Regions from separate parts of the Mus musculus genome. Here region 2 is linked to region 1. Evidence: chromatin contacts called from public Hi-C data. All regions are on one chromosome and are shown on one strand. The core of a region is the stretch at or near the end of the contact, and the rest is flanking DNA. Distances in the headings are between cores, read along the strand shown. Region 1 has its middle 170 kb from the start of 4930503O07Rik. Region 2 holds the start of 4930503O07Rik (RIKEN cDNA 4930503O07 gene).

Region 1 (2,700 bases), core at 166-2,665:
GAAAACAAAACAAAACAAAACAAAACAAAACAAACAAACATCTGGAATTTAATGCAGTAAGATCAAATGTGGGGGGGGGGGGAGGGGGAGTAGTCACAACACCAGCTCTCTGCTCTGAATGAAACCCAGAAACTCACAGCAAATGAAATCAAAGCCCAAGCTGGAAAGAGAAGTCCCAGGAAATGCCAAAGCAGGCACCCTAGTACCCCAAATCACCCACCATTTTGTTATGACACAAAACATCTTGAGGAAGAGTTCTTAGTGAACACATGTGGAAAGCAGTATTTTTTAGAGAAAAGAAACATTAGAAAGGCATGCTTGGCCTTTGCTTTTTGTCAGTCTCCTGCCATTTGTCTGAGGTTCATCAAGACAGATAACTACTTTCTCTCAAAGTATTCACTCAGTTTCCATGATGATGCGACTGTCAGACATTTCTAGATGTCTTGATAATGCAGGGATTTTGGAACAAGAGCTGGAGCTTGGAATTCAAAAGAGTAAAGTAGGTTGTCTTGATTGTGATTATAAGACATGTGGAAGAAGAAAAAACCTTACTGAGAAGAATATTTAAGTCATAGCACATTTCTGTGATAAACCTAGCCTTAGCAGATACTTGCTGATATAATATTAAAATACATTGAGTGACAAGATAAACATATACATGAGGTATTCAGAAAGAACAAAGGCAGAGAAAAAGCATTGAGAGGAACATTTCCCAAATAAATAAATAAATAAATAAATAAACAAATAAATAAATATCTCTAAGATAGCTTTGGACACAATCAGTGCTAGATATCTGATTATATATATATATATATATATATATATATATATATATATATATATATATAGTGGGATTTTACTGAAGCAAATACTAGGCACATTGATAAGTTATCATTAAAAAGATCTATTTGATCTAAAAGATCTATTTGATCTAAATTTTACCAGAGTTATATAAGAAATAATTTGACAAATTATTCTCATAGGGTAGACTGTAGGAAGGGAAAATAATCAGCCTCCTTTAATGCTAGGGCTGAAGGTTCACTGGCACAAACCTGTGTTCAGTGTTGTGTGGAGCAGAGCTCCATCAATTCTAAACTCATTTCATGTTTCAAGCTTCTCTGGACCTTGGGTGAGTCACTCTGTGCCTTTGAGGTACATTTTTTCTACCACTAAGTTGAGGACAAGGAGTGCCTACAATTTTAAACATCTTATATAAATAATCCAAAGGAGAAGATTCATGCAAAACCGTCATGAAAAGTGGGGTGTTTATACATCTAGTAGCTGGTTGCTACTCTAAAATGACTAGTACCCAACTCCTAAGATAGCTATGTAATGTAAAATCTCTGCAGAAGAGACACTTAGAGTGGCTCAGACTTTCTATATAGAAGACATCCCAGAAGGAACAGGGATGTGTGTATAAATAAGCAGCAGCCAGAATAGACTCAGCAGCTATTTTCTCTCTCCCAGTAAACTCTGGTGTGGGAAGGAAACTGATTTCAACATGAATGTCTTGCTTTGAACCTTACTTGGCACATAATGCTATCTTTTCTTCTTGTATATAATGCTTCTTCGAGCTGGTGGTAGTTGCAAGGCTATTTTAAGCACCTCTGCCTACATATATAGTTGGGCACCGTTGAGCTTGTCAGAATCGTGATTGTAACAAAAATTAGCCTCAGCCAGATGCTCATTCTCCAGTTCTTACACTAACTGTGGGGAACTGAGACACAGGAAGAGCAGCATGAGTAAAGCAAGCAGGAAAACCTGTTTCTTTTTCTTCCTCCTCTCCACACCCTATATGTGCTTATATTCTTCCCCATTAAGAAAAAAGCATGATTATTTCTTCCACTCTCAGCATTTCTTAGTTACCTGTAGTTCTGTGTGGAAGTGAGGACTTGTGGACTTCCCCTGGTTTATTTTAGCACATCTATTATTGTCCTTGTTCAGCAGTCATGTTGGTGAGACTTACAGAAGGGATTTGAGGCTCTTCGAAATAGTATGCACTTCTTCTGCTGCTGATATCCTCCCTCAAACCCCAACTCCACCATCAGGGCTCCTGTTCTCTGCAAAGACAAGACAGGGCATGGTAAGGTGCCCATTATTTAGAAAGGAAACACAAACATAGAAACAAGGCTTGGATGCAATCAGCACTGATGCAAAGTAGAAAATTGAGGCCACAACTAAACTTTCACAGACAAAATGAAATGCAAACATCCTTTAGGTATGTCACAGAAGTCAACCAAATACATTTCTGCTTCCTCCTAGGCACCATCTGGACAATAAGATCCACCCTGTTGATCACACATGCTTCCTATGGGATAAGCTTGCCCCTCATATTTTTCTGCCCATTGGTTGGGTAGAAAAGAGCAGACTGAGGATAGAGCAGATGAGAGACCAGAAAGAAATGCATAAGAGTAACAGCACAGCTTACTGTAATGGGAGACTAGAAGGACTTTGTATTTATGAGATTATTGAATTTATGGGACCATCTGAATGTCAGTGACAGCATTGATGCACCCAGAGTCTACACCAATAGTTCTCAGATCTCAGTCTCTAGATAAGCAGCATTTACATCTCTTGATGTGCTGAAAAGACTTCTGATTCTTGTGGTAAAACACCTAAGTGGTCAACTTAAAGTTAGGAAAGGTTTACTTTGGCTCTTGGTTTGAGAAAGATTATCTATCATCTCTTAGAGCTATTGCT
Region 2 (2,949 bases), core at 151-2,650, 170 kb before region 1:
CATAGACATGTGGATCACACACCCTCCCCATGGACACACACAAACATGCTTAAATGTATGCTCACAAGAGTAGGTCAGAGGATTTCAGACACAGAGCTTTCAACCTCTGTGAGAAACTAGAGTCTCTAATGGTTGCTGAGTAAGTAAATAGTGGATCCCCCCCTCCCCTACTTTCAAACACTCTTTTCATTCAGCTGTCTGATGGCCCTATTGGCTAATTCATTTCCTTCCCCAAAGACTGCTGAATATTTAAAGCAGGAACTTTAGATGTGCCCAGTGACTTCACATCGCCGTTATATCTGGCTTAATTTCTTCTTACAAGTCCTGTTCTGATACCCTCTCCTCTCCTGTATTCCCAGGTGCCTCATCAACCCAGCTGCTGGACTCAGCCCCTCCTCTCCATAGTTGGCTCATGGCAATTCTTTCTGAGACCTTCACACAGACCCTTTGATTTGTCCATTGACAGAGAATTTTGGAGATAAATTTTCAGGTAGAATAAACTTGCTCATAACTCAAAGCTATTTATGTAAATTCAGCTCCAAACACTGGCCTGATTTTCCAGCAAAAACTCAGATGTAGGATGGACTAGATACGTCTCTTTTAAGTCTCTAAATGCCCACATATTTTCCTGAGGTCAGCAAATGGTTGACTTGAAGGGGAGATATTGTGATTTGTGCTCAAGAAACTTAAGTTATGAGTGATCATAGCTTCATCTTTAAAACGGAAATAATGATTACATCAACTTTCATGGGGCTGGTGTGAGAATTAAAATGTGGTACTATTTGTAACTGTTTTTTTACAACACTATAAGCATAAGACATATTGTTCGTGCTGGTTGGAGGCAGATGTCTTGACAGGAAATCTCTGGAGGTCGCTCTCAGTGTAAACATCCCATGATTCTCTGCCTCAGACAGGGAGATGAACTGCTGCAGCTGCTGCCCTTAGCAACGGGCCAGCTGAGCGGCAGGCTGCACTTCACAATGGCGGCCGCTAGATGGCACGTCCCTTGAAAAACTTCTGCTGCCACAGAACATCTGGATTCTTACAGAGGAAGCTTCTCAAAGGGCATGTAGTTAATGTGGAAGAAACCTGGAGTCCCATCTCCACGGCGACAGAAGCCCTATTCAAGGATCAGAAGTACTCTGAAATACACATAAAAACGAGGGACACCACCCTTTCTTGCTTATTGGTACATTGACATTTTCTTCGTTCCGCTGTAGGGCTCAGAGATGCACTGGTACCCCATGAGGCATCTGGAAAAAGGCAACTAACTTGTTTATCTGAATTCCTCAAAAGGAGAGCAGCGTGATGAAAAATGAATGCCACCAATTATTACACAACAATGTAAGTGTCTAATTCCTCAGCCAGTAACCTCTCTTTAGCACTCCAGCAGTGCTTCAGCCGGCCATGTAAGGAGCTACCCTCAGTCTACCCTCAGGGAGATTCCCATATCAACTATGGCATCTTGGGCAGTCACATCCTGTATGCTCATAGGATCTGCATCACAGAGGTACATGGAGTCATCAGATACACAGGATGAGAACTACCTGTGAGGGCTTTTGTTAGGACCTTCCAGTCAGTCCATTTATTTGTTCTATTTCACTTGATCTTCAGTTGCACTTCCTGCACTCTCAAGTGCAGGAACCCTAAGGTGGCATTTTTCGCAGAGAGAACAACTGTGATAAAAGTCCATCTGTGACCTAAGAGAAGCACCGAGAACAGCAAGGAGGGTATGCTGTGCCTAACATATGCATGTGTCTTATATCTAAGAGTCCTGTCATCCTAGAAAGCCTTTGGACCTGATCTGTTAGAATTTCTAGGTGGAAGCCAAGTCTGTTCAACCTATTTCCTTCTCTAACTTAAGGTTCCCTATTTGGTTTTAACTCAGTAAATATAACTGCCACTTTTCTAACATTGATTAGTGGGAGGAAATGATCTAGATAAACTCCTGGAAAACTTGTGTTTAGTATGTCATACTTTTAAGATTTAGCTATGTAAATGTGTATGCTGGATATAGATGTATATGCATATGTATATGACGTATATGTATATGTATATGATGTATATGCATATGATGTATATGTGTATGTGTATGTGTATATGTATATGATGTATATGTATATGCATATGTATATGATGTATATGTATGTTGTATATATGTATGTGATGTATATATATATATGCATATGTTTATGATGTATATGTATATGTGTAGACACATACATACATGTGCTCATGGAGACAGTCACTGCACGTCTGTGGCCAGAATTACAGGCAGTATGAGCTGCCAAATGTGGGTCCTGGGAAATTAACACAGACTCTTTGCAAAAGGAGCAAGAACTCTGAGTCATCTCTCCAGTCCTATCTAGTATTCTATTAAAAATAATGATAATAATGAACAATACCTCTTAATTAGCAAGAGGAAAGTGAAATAAGAATAGATTTTCCATTTTCTTTGTTAAGTTTTTCAGAAACTGAAAATATGTGGGGTGGCAATATGAACAGCACTGGACAAAGATTTGTTTAATGAGCTTGGTTCTAACCATAAGCTTTGTATTAAAGAGGTCTTGGAAAGAGTTACTATCATTTTCATCCAAGTCAGAAATAAGAAATAGAAACTAAGAAAATAGATGTAACTTACCATATTCTCTGAACAGCAGTGAACAGTGCCTGTTTCTAAAACTTTCCTAAAGCCAGACTCTCTGGAAACATTGTGTAATTTCTTTTGGGAACTCACAAGTGGGACTATATACGTTTTGTGACCTTTTATAAATTATTACTTTTCTTAAAAACAACAACAAAAAAGGCAGGTAAAAAAGTCTCCTCAAGTCCTGTCTCAAACCAAGAGTTGAGAAGACCAAAGCTTCTTGTGCAACTATCGAGAAGTTCCCTATAAGGACTTGACCTCTAAGACTGGACGCTAGGTGGGAAAGAGATTATTACAGCCTC

What was found. Hi-C and Micro-C count contacts between places; a contact is called where the count stands out from the background.
Region 2: a contact with region 1 is called in a Hi-C map of cortical neurons, with 3 times the contacts expected there. The contact joins the promoter of 4930503O07Rik here to the enhancer-like site in region 1. A contact is called at or near these places in 7 of 484 Hi-C or Micro-C datasets (cerebral cortex, cortical neurons, embryonic fibroblasts and 2 more).

Annotation. Positions count from the first base shown.
Region 1 is chr1:194,048,821-194,051,520 of GRCm38.p6, reverse strand. No RefSeq gene overlaps it. Among named protein-coding and RNA genes, the nearest start is that of 4930503O07Rik, 170 kb to the left of the region's middle. Within about 2 kb of position 1,415, at least 7 of the 459 cell types and tissues checked have an H3K27ac peak or open chromatin away from gene starts, as enhancers often do. A contact at or near this core is called in cortical neurons, where this site is marked.
Region 2 is chr1:194,221,210-194,224,158 of GRCm38.p6, reverse strand. 4930503O07Rik (RIKEN cDNA 4930503O07 gene) reads left to right here and starts at 1,400. Exons shown (of 3, transcript NR_040477.1): 1 at 1,400-1,730.